2 separate regions of the Bombyx mori genome follow, and region 1 is linked to region 2. The links are chromatin contacts, called in public Hi-C maps. All regions are on one chromosome and are shown on one strand. Each heading gives the region's core, a stretch centred on a gene start, on an enhancer-like site or on the middle of the called end of the contact. The rest is flanking DNA. Distances are from core to core; before and after follow the strand shown. Region 1 holds the start of LOC101735802 (nuclear factor of activated T-cells 5). Region 2 overlaps LOC101735802 (nuclear factor of activated T-cells 5).

Evidence for each region. Hi-C and Micro-C count contacts between places; a contact is called where the count stands out from the background.
Region 1: a contact with region 2 is called in a Hi-C map of midgut, with 1.7 times the contacts expected there. The contact joins the promoter of LOC101735802 here to the enhancer-like site in region 2. A contact is called at or near these places in 2 of 7 Hi-C or Micro-C datasets (midgut and whole pupa).

The regions. Positions count from the first base shown.
Region 1 is chr4:1,526,322-1,531,713 of ASM3026992v2, reverse strand. It overlaps LOC101735802 (nuclear factor of activated T-cells 5), which reads left to right and starts at 3,947. Exons shown (of 14, transcript XM_021349948.3): 1 at 3,947-5,392. It overlaps LOC733127 (chromobox-like protein 5), which reads right to left and starts at 2,426. Exons shown (of 5, transcript NM_001047074.1): 1 at 2,250-2,426; 2 at 1,770-1,889; 3 at 1,149-1,341; 4 at 465-571. The coding sequence starts at 2,348.
Region 2 is chr4:1,411,790-1,417,164 of ASM3026992v2, reverse strand. LOC101735802 (nuclear factor of activated T-cells 5) reads left to right here. Exons shown (of 14, transcript XM_021349948.3): 9 at 1,197-1,368; 10 at 2,608-2,658; 11 at 4,947-5,065. Among protein-coding and RNA genes, the nearest start is that of LOC732901, 18 kb to the right of the region's middle. Within about 2 kb of position 2,799, at least 5 of the 8 cell types and tissues checked have open chromatin away from gene starts, as enhancers often do.

The DNA.
Region 1 (5,392 bases), core at 2,698-5,197, 110 kb before region 2:
AAACATTTAAATGTTACATTCATGACATTAATAAAACCAATACAGATAGCAACTTTATAAAAGTCACGAGAAAGCTTGTTTGTACCATTACACACCCTAAATCTCATTAGTAGAACAAAATATAAATGTAAGCTTAGTTGGTTCCATTGTCAGGTAATGGGATTTTAAATTAATGTTTTTTATTGATCGAGTTTATGAAGTCAGATTCAGAAATAAGTAATGGAACACAAAGTAAACACAATAAGACAGTCTACAAAGCATTTGATGCTCTATGTTTCTTCCAAGAACAGTATTTTTTTAAATTCTAAATTATCAAAGATTTAGGAATTATGCCAAACATTTCAAATTTTTTTATTATAGATGTGTAGAAGTCTAGACTTTTAAATCAAACCTTTCCATAAAAGTTGCTTTGGTTGTGACTAAAAAATGTATACAAACAATGCAGAAGACAAAAAAATACTTACTTGCTGCGGGCATTTAACATTAGCTACTTTAGCTGGAACTAGTTCAGCCTCGTCAGAGTCTGTCCATTTGATCAAAAACATTAGTTCACCGGTAGCATCTGAAGCGCCTGAAATTTACATATACTTTTTTTTATTTCAGTAAAATATATTTCTCTATAACTGTAAAATAAAGGAAATGTTGGATTCTACATGCCATAATATGCCTTATGCATATTAATTAGATAATACAGTGATCCCTTTATAACACATTACTGTTATAATGTATTACATTAGTGTATTAATGTATTATGTTATATTAGGCGATTTCAGTCCCTCATATAACACGAGTATTACCCCATATAATGCAGGGATTTAACACATTATACTTCTGTTGTACTGTGAAATTTGCACATTGTGTTGTTATAAAATTAAATTAAGTTCATTTATTAAGTTAATGTTCAACCTCTTTGAATTGTAAAAAAATTGGTTATATTTTATTGTGTACAAACTTGTTGTACAAGAATATTCCTACAGCACTTTTCCTATAATGCGGAACCAATCTACGGTGTTATAGGAAATTTTATGATTACTGTATATTATAAAACTTCAGCACATTTAATGTTTTCCGTATAACTGTCAACTACTCTATAAATACTATACTTTTTTCTCTTTGAATGCCCAGCAATGTCTGAGTAAATATTATACCTATAATTTTCTCAGCTTTGAGTCCTTTATCAAAGCCAGTTTTGCTTTTTTCTTCCTTTCTTTCCCTTTTGCTCTCTTTTGGTTCGTCAGCCGACGAAACACTTGCCCCCCGACCTTTCCTACCAGAACTGGTCTCCTCACTTGATTCACGGACTCGCTTCTTAGCACGGTCCTCAGGTTTTTTTGAAGATTTCTGGAAAGGCAACATGTAAGTTAATATATTATTATGTAAAACGCAAATTAAAACAAAAGATTCGAAATTATTTGTGAGTATCAAAATTAATCAATTGGCTAAAGCCAAGAGTAGTGAAATCACTTGTTTCAACCAAAACCATTCACACACACAATTATAGGACCATTAATAGATGAAATTTCTATTTCTTGTTTTAATTATGACATTGCAAGTATTGCTTATTTAAAACTGTTGGAATTTAGTGACCCAAAATATGCTTAAAGATCAAAGTCATTACGCAGCTCCTCAATAGTAAGAGAAGTATGATTTTATAAATTATATGATTCCATTTTTAACTAACACTGAAAATCGAGTTAAGTGAATAATTTCAATAAATTGTTCGAGACACAGTTACATATATTCCCCACTACTACGAATTTTGACTATACCTCTTTTTCTTTCCTATTTTCTTCAAAAGTTTTAATCAGTTCCTCACAGTCTAAGTTTTCAACAGGCTCCCAAGTACTCTCTTCCTCCTTATAGCCTTTCCATTTCAATAAATATTGGATCTAAAATGAAAATAGCAAATTAAAAAACCGAATACACCAATCAATTCAAATTTAAGACCTGACATGAAACCTTGTTTGGGTACAAAAACATGATCAACATAACTATCCTCGCTTTTTGTATAAATTAACAAGATGAGAACCTGAGCGTCCGAACCGCTGCGAATAGCTAGTGTACTTAGCATTAAGCACTAAGGTTACCGCGAATTGGTTATCAAAACAAACGGGTAAAACCATGTTCATTAAATTTCATTTCACTTAAAATTAACATCAATGGTAACCGAAATTAATAAAACTTTAGAATCTTTCCATATTAATATCGTGGAATGTGTACTTCAAAATAAACTTAGTTAATATTCCGACCTTTCCTTTGACTGTACGTTTGTTAAGAACTTTCTCCACGACATATTCTTCCTCGCTCGATGCTTCACTGGTCTCCGTTTTCTTCTCTTTTTTACCCATGCTGTGCTAAGAAAGAGCGGCACTTTTTCACAAAATCACGAGAATTCACGTAAGCGTCGCTGCTATCAAGCTCCCAAAATGGCGCGTTCAAAATATATATGGCGCCGCTTATTGAGTCAGTAACGAAAAGTGACAATCGAATCATTCGATTTCCTATTCGGTCGAATGATTTGGAGGAATTATTATTGTCCAACTTAAAAAAAATTTGTCATATTGTCAATAACTACAGCGATAGTTTTCCTAAGTACCTATTAATGCAAAGCTATTTCAAATTTACATGATTTTTTAAATTTTAAATTAGTTTATCCTTTTTCGTTATGGCAATCGGATTACGGGCATCCTATTTGAAGATTATTGTTGTAAAATCTAACTAGCCCTGCCAGTAAATGGCGATATAGAAACTTTTCGAGCAACCCAAGAAGTTCTAGTACATAGTCTATTGATTTTTTCCAGGTTGGGAATGTGATGTAGGGAACATTAATGTAGTTTTACAAGAGATAGAAGGCTAATGTCACTTGAATGTGTGTTATTAAGTGGTTATTACTCATGACGGCGTGTAGTTCTGCTATCTTCTCCTTTATTCTCAGTTAACTGTACAAAGAAAGTTGTTCTCATAGATCGTATGGAACCCTTAAGTCTACGAAAGAGCTTGGATTCAATCTGTGCATATCCAAAGTCCTCTGTGTGTTCTGATAAAACTTTTCAGATCATCCGATCGTCTCGGTTTTTTGCTCCTTATCATCGGGTTCTAATACGGTCGCAGTTTCAAAATTTTAGATTTATTTAGATATTACAAGTTTATGTAATCCAATTTCATCCCTTTCAAAGTGATTATAAAATTATTACGAATATTTGCACACTTGAAGAACAGAATAATATTTTTCGTACTTGTAATAATGCAATATTTTCTGTGGCTATTAGTTACCTAAGATTTATGTACTTTTATTAAGTAAATTGTAAACTTAAATGCCCTTCTTAAAAGTCAGTAAAAATTGTCGTAACATACATCTCTAAACTAGTCTCGTAACTTTGTACAACGATTGAGTATAAGATAACTATATATTAAGGAAAGCTCTCTAATGGCGAATTATTATTTGAATCAGATCAAATAAGTTACCAAAACTGAATAGTAACTGAATAATTCAGTTGGTCTTGACAGATCCAAGTGGCAATGTGGAAGACAGTTTCTTATTGGACCTGATTCCATTATCTTGATTGGTAAAAAAGAAGAAAAGACAGAGCTTGCAGTGCTATCGAGTTTATTTTTTCTAACTGAACTATGATATATTAGTACCGACCTAAATAAAATTGAAATAGTGAAATTGTCTAGAAGTCTTATGTATGTACTAGAAGTATTGCTTAATGTATCTTTGATTGTTTTTAAATTAATTAATTATTTGTTTTAATAAATTTTATAATGCATGTATATTTAATTGTATTTTAAGTTAGTCATTAAAAAAAGAAAAACTAAAATGCAAAAATTTATTAAAAATTTCCAATGTTAGTCAAAAGTTTCTCTACCACTTCCAAATATCGATTTTGCAAATTTACCTATCTCTAACTCACTTGCGTTGGCCAACATTGCAAAACACTTCTTTCTGTCTGTATCTTTCTCACATTGTTGTTATTGCTTTTGTTAAAAAAGTAATTGTATGACATGTTTTATTTTCCCTACTTTTTTCATTAGTTACACAAAATTAGTTTGAAAAAAATAATGCAGCTTATCTATTTTGAGGAATTAAATAAGCAGTGAAGGACTATGTATTTAATTTAACGTGTGAGTGAGATGAAATAGATTAAAAAAATTAAGGTTGTCACCATTGGAAGTAATTTTTTAGTAAAAAAAAATCTGGTTGGTGTAAACATGTATTTTATTTTTACTACATATAGCTTCTCATTTATGTTACATTAAAACAAAAGCTATGAGATCTATGCAAAAAGCTCGCTTGTTTATTCAAGAACGCAATAGCGAAATGACGGAAAAGACCACTTGTAACTTTATTAGTTGGGACCATCGATATATTACCACGATGGTAATATATCGATGGTTGGCACACTCTGTCCGCAAGTTACGGCCAAAGCGTTACAGAATTGTGTTGAAAAAACCGTGCTTTGATGAACTACCTCACAGCCTACCTCAAATCTAGTTTAAAATGGTTACCTAAGCACATAAAAATCACAATGAATGAATCCCGCCTCTCACCTTGAGGCACGAGGGCAAAGTCCAAGTTGCCGTGAATAAAAGCTATCGCACCTTTCAAACCAGGAAGCTGCTTCTTTGCTAAAGTCGCCAGGATAGTGGTAGCAATCCGTGCAGCCTTACAATGCTATACCAGCACTAAATGTCGGTTGACGATAGTAGTATTTAATTAATTGATTTATTTAGTTGTACCAACAAAGTGATCATGAATACAAAACATTGACAAATTGACAATAAGTACATGACAGGTGTCACCTCAATTATAGATGCAATCGACAGTGCAATAGTTAACAGTATCTTGAAATTAGAAAAGTAAAAATACAATGAGTAATTTTAAGAAATATGAAATTCAAAATGGTGATTTGTCACTACGTAACAAAAAATATAATATCTACACTTATTAAAAATTAATGTATATAACTTGGTTTATAAAATTTGTTTAATAAAAATTTTAAACACGGAATTTTTTATTTAGCTCTGAAACTAGCAGTCATCACAACAGTCTGCAATATTCGTAATCTAAATAATGCCTACAATTAAATGTCAACGTCAATCCTACTAGTGATATCTAAAACTTCAGAGAAGCAAATAATATAAATAATAAAAGCGTATTAAAAAAGTGTTTGTTTAAGGGATTTTATTCCAAGAGACTGAATGCCAACCCTAACAAAATTACTGTTCTGTCTACGAAATTCACATCTTGACGAACTTCATGTTTATTTCATTCATTTTCGTTGCATTACTTGCCAGTTGCCTGCCTGTATCAATCAAAACACGGCTGACCGTACGTTCGTTTCGTAGCAACTTTCATTTCAGTCGTGTCGTTCCCTTCTTGCTGGGTTGA
Region 2 (5,375 bases), core at 1,550-4,049:
TGAGAAAGAAATAGTGAACAATGTTTCTTATTAACTGCATCAGTATTATTTTGCTAAACTAAACATAAATGAGTCGTCTATTATCAAAGGTGGCAATCTGTGCATTTGGACAAAAAAAAATTATTGATATGTCAATACAGATTGATTTGAATATAATCGTCTCCTTCAAAGAATACGGTTCGAAACCAGCATTAAATAAAGGTTAATAGTTAACCTGTTATTTATCTAAGATGTCGTTCAGAAGAGTTTTGTGACTGCCAATGGAATACAAAGTCAATAATTCGTTTTTCTGATTTACCAATCTTTGTCCAAAAGTCACATTGCCGGCTTTGATAATAGTCGACTCAAATATTGCGTATTTAGTACAAACCAGTGGTTCGCCTAATGATCGAATAACAACCATAACCACTGCTTCTTCAAGATTTAAGATTAATTTATGTATTCTCTTTTGTTTCGTTGTTTCTTTTCCTACAAAGTTGAAAAAATAATATTTAAAAATAAAAAATTGAAAACGACGGTAGTTGCAAGACCCTCCCGTGCCACATGAGGTCATTGACTTCACGCGTTGACGTATCTCAATTGTCACATCGCGTGTTATATAGTGCTTTTCAAATAAGAATGTGCACGTCAATGACCTTGATCTGTCAAAGTTCGATAAAAAGTATGGACAGCAACAAAGAAAATGTTGTTTTCTTTTTTGTTATTGAATTTTTTGCCTAATTATGAAGACTATTAATAAATGTTCATTTTAACACACACTTACATAATTGTCTTGAAATGTTGAGTACTGGTCGAGGTAAATTAAACATGTACTTAGATTAAATAAATAAATAAAAACCACCTATTAAAAAATCAAGGCTGTAACACTGTCGGGCTCTGTAATTTATGGATGGGCGACAATGATGATGATCACTCAAGCAGTGGGATGAGTGGAATCGGCAAACTCAAAGATTTAGATTATAAATAAATATTTATAAATTCCTACCTTTTTTTACTGACTACCTATTTTTTCGATTTGACACCTTTTTCGTCACAATATGGCGCAGGTCCATGCACATTCTTATTTGAAACGCATTTTAGATTATTTGTCATTATTACGAGTCTTCGGTGTTGCCGCCTGGTTTTTGTTTTAAGGAGTCAGTCAGGTTAGTATCACCGTGACCAGCGCCGAATTGACACGCGTGTGTTGTTCTCAGACGCACCTGGTGTGCTGCGTGCCGGCGTACGGGCGACAGGACCTGAGCGAGGCGGTGGCGGTGCAGCTGTTCGTGAGGTCGGGCGGCAAGGCGTCGGAGCCGCACTGCTTCTACTACACGCCGCCCGCTCTCGACACGGGCCCCCTACATTGCTCGCGCCATCACTCGCAAGGTAACGCCCGCCAGCCCTACCCCCCCACCCGCTTCGGTACTGTCCGCCCGTCACCGGGGACACCATGTCGGTGTTGCGAGATTCGTCTCCGTTTTTGTTTTTCCAAATTTTTTAAATCGTGTTATGGCTTAAAGGTCCCGTTACCAGGACATAAAATCCAAAAAAAATAATTAAATCGTGTCACCAAATGACATGTGTCAACGTCAAACGAACGGCCATGTTTATTTTCAAGTCTTAGTTCGATTTTTAATTTATAGAAACGGAAACGACAGACGCTTCTCTAAATGTCATTGTTACCCTCACGAACATGTTAGTGAAGAGCATGTGAACTAAGATGTCCGCTTCTCCATGTGCCGATGGAATACAAAATTGCTGATGATACGGTGCCCGGATGTTTGATTGGTGTATTTATTCATCTAAATGTCGTAGCTTACCGTGAGGCCAAACGTCATACGTAAGCCAATGTTATTTATACAAAAATAGCTTGCACTACAGTACAATCATAGATTAAGTAGTAACAAAAAAGTATATAGAAGATAAATAATTCAAATTTTCTTTGTCTATGGTCGAACATTCAAATAGCATTGTTGAACAATTTTGGCTTCATTTTTCATCACTTTTTTGCTTTTCACCTTAATTAGCGACATTGAGACATTAATGTAACCGAATTTATTAATTTTATGAACAGAAAAAAAAACATGAACTTTCTCAATCTCGCTGATGTTGTAAAAATAAGTGCTAATTTTACACTAACACATATTTAAAAGAAATATTTTGGTCGTTTCATCACAGCTTTTTTTAAATCTATAGAGAAGCGATGAACTGCTGCTCGTCCTGCGCATTAACACTGGTTTATATCAAGATCGATTTAATGTTGCGAAATTAACACTTATCTCAATTGTATCATAGAGTTCATTATTACATAACAACAGATTGATTTCAACCGAATCGATCCTGTTAATAGCATGACATGTTGTCCAGTTCGAATGTGCATTCTATGTTTTAAACACAGCATATTAGTTAACTAACAATAAATATATACATACAAGCTTTGGTTGACGGCACCCGCGCAATGCTTTCAATGGTTGTAGTGTCTGCATGATTTTCTTTATTTTTATTTTAAATAAGTTACATATCAATATATATATTTATGAGCAACAAGTTTTTGGAAGAAATGACTGATGCGTAAACGGCGTACTCTCTCTTTTTTTCCTTTTTGTTCAAGCTAGGTCTGTCTAGGTAGCGACCACAGCCGAGCGCCGCCGCTGCCCGCTGACCCGCGCCAGCACGGTATTGACACGCACGCATACGCACACTACGCACCGACACACTACAAGCCGACAAACTACACACCGACACACTTCAAGCCGACCAACTACACACCCACACACTTCAAGCCGACATACTACACACCGACACACTACAAGCCGACAAACTACACAACGACACACTACAAGCCGATAAACTACATACCAACACACTTCAAGCCGCCAAACTACACACCGACACACTTCAAGCCGACAAACTGCACACCGACACACTACAAGCCGACAAACTACACACCGTCACACTTCAAGCCGACAAACTACACACCGACACACTTCAATACGACAAACTACACACCGACACACTGCACACCGACACGCTACGCACCGACACACTACACACCGACGCACTACACACCGACGCACTGTCGATAACACTAATACAACAAAATATATATCTAGCTTCACTTGTATTCTACTAAAGTAAAAAAAAACTGTCATATTACATAAAAGTAATTTTTTGTTGATTGTCTTACATAATATTGAGTTATATTTTTAAAAAAACGTGACATTGAATATCAATTGTTTTAAAAAATACGTGTATTCATAATGTATTTATAAAATAAGTTTTGATCACATATACATTCGACAGTGCAACATACTCACGCAATTACACTCATCTTATCTTTACAATAAAAACAACACAGCATCAAAGAGAAAAGCATTTTTTTAACAAAAAGTAAATTTCGATTATCCCGTTTAATTTGGATATTTTCATAATAAATCGACAAAAGCACTTCAGTGTATAATTTTATAAATAAACCAAATTTTTTAATTTTATAAATTTTAGTAAGCTTAAATTAAAAATAAATAATGGATATCTAAAGAAAATTGATTTCATATTTACCACAAAAAAAATATGTTTACCTGTTTTAAAAAAATAACGCCTAGTTTGACGGTGCCCAAAGGTGTCAAAATAATTAATAATAATAAATACCCTTCGTCAGATGTGGCTGAACGGGTTTTTATTGAAGCCAAATGTGAAATACAAGAATATCTTTGAAATAAAATACAATTTTTGTAACTTTCCCGGGTGGGTCTTTGTGAATAAATAAAAATACAAATTCAAATTTTATTCATAAAATTGTAGTTAAAAAAAAAAACAATAATCCACTTTTACAGAGAGCTATATAACTACCCACCGACACAACACATCGATTCCAGGTTGAAACTGCACATAACCTCCCAACATCTAGCTAGAAATTAATCGTGCTTCACTCTATTTGAACCCCCTTGGAAGCGTATCTCCACTTAAGGTGCTTTCTAAGGTTGCCTAACAAACATGAACCGTACAGTTTTAAACTTCAATCGATTTTACTGCGAACTGTAAATACAAAAAAATTCTAAAATTTCCTTTAAAATGAGTGACACGATTAAATTGAAAAAAACTTTAAATAATAACAGAATAGAGTTTGGCATTTTGCCTTAAAAATTCAAAAAATAAAGAGTTTGTTCCAATTTATTTATATCGGTAATAATTTATTTAAGAATTTATTTATTTAAAGACAACATTGAATTTTATGTTATCTTGGTCCTTATTCTATTTTACAAGGTGTAAAATGGAAAAGCAACAATATCAATTACAAATGAAGAAAGGTTTTTTTTTTAAACTATAAAGCAGAAGAGCTAGAAATTAGCTACTGCATTAATACAAGTTACAATTTACAGGGCTAATAATTATGTTTCAGTGTCAATGATTCTACAAATAACATTAGAGTGTCAATCATTGGTAAAGAATTATAAAAATTGTAAATGCCAATGGATTATAAAAAAACTGTTCTTGACATAAATTAAGGCATGGTTGTATTCATATTGTTTTAACTACAATAATTTTTCATTTCATCTATGTTTTTATATTTGACTTAGGGTTTCTGATTTCAGATATATTTTTTTCCGATTAAATACAATAATGTACAGAATAATTATACATTATGATGCAGTTATAATATTGTCTTCGTTTTATAGTTAATGATTGATTTTCCAACGCGATTCAAAAAATCAAATTTAAACCAAATCAAATCATTGTCATGTGAAACCAAAGGGTTTCATGTAATTGAACAATGTCAATCATTATTATTATTAAGAAGACGTATTACAAAAACTAAAATTGAAAAAAATAAAATTGAAAAAAAATAAATTGGAAATGCTCAAGCACCTAAATCCTAAGTGGAGGTACGCTGGTGAGGCACAAGCACGGAGTTAGGGCTGCCACACTTGGGAACATGGGTTACAGCTTTGTGTTGCGTGCAACAGGTGGCGAGGAGGCGCGGCCGGTGCTCATGTGGGGCGCGATGCCGCCGCCCGCCCTGCCCGTGCGCAGACCCTCCGTCATCCTGCCAGACCCACACTCGCCTCTCGGACTCAAGAGTGAGGTAAATAGTTCATACAAGGACTGTGTTCAGTTTCCGAACGCAAAAATGTCAGCGCGTGACATCCGCCATGACACCAATCTCTTTACAAATCCAGTCGCCAAGAGCAATGCCTAAATTTTATAGTCTCTCTTATATTAAGTCGTTAATTTGTCATATAAAGGTACAATAAATATCTCATACCAAAAATACAGTGCACGCTCAATTACCACAACGCGACAGCTTTATTTTCTCTTGACAAATTTCGAACCATTTGATATTTTAAACACTCGATAATTCGTAATGTTTTATGTGTCTCTCGAGTTTCGAATTA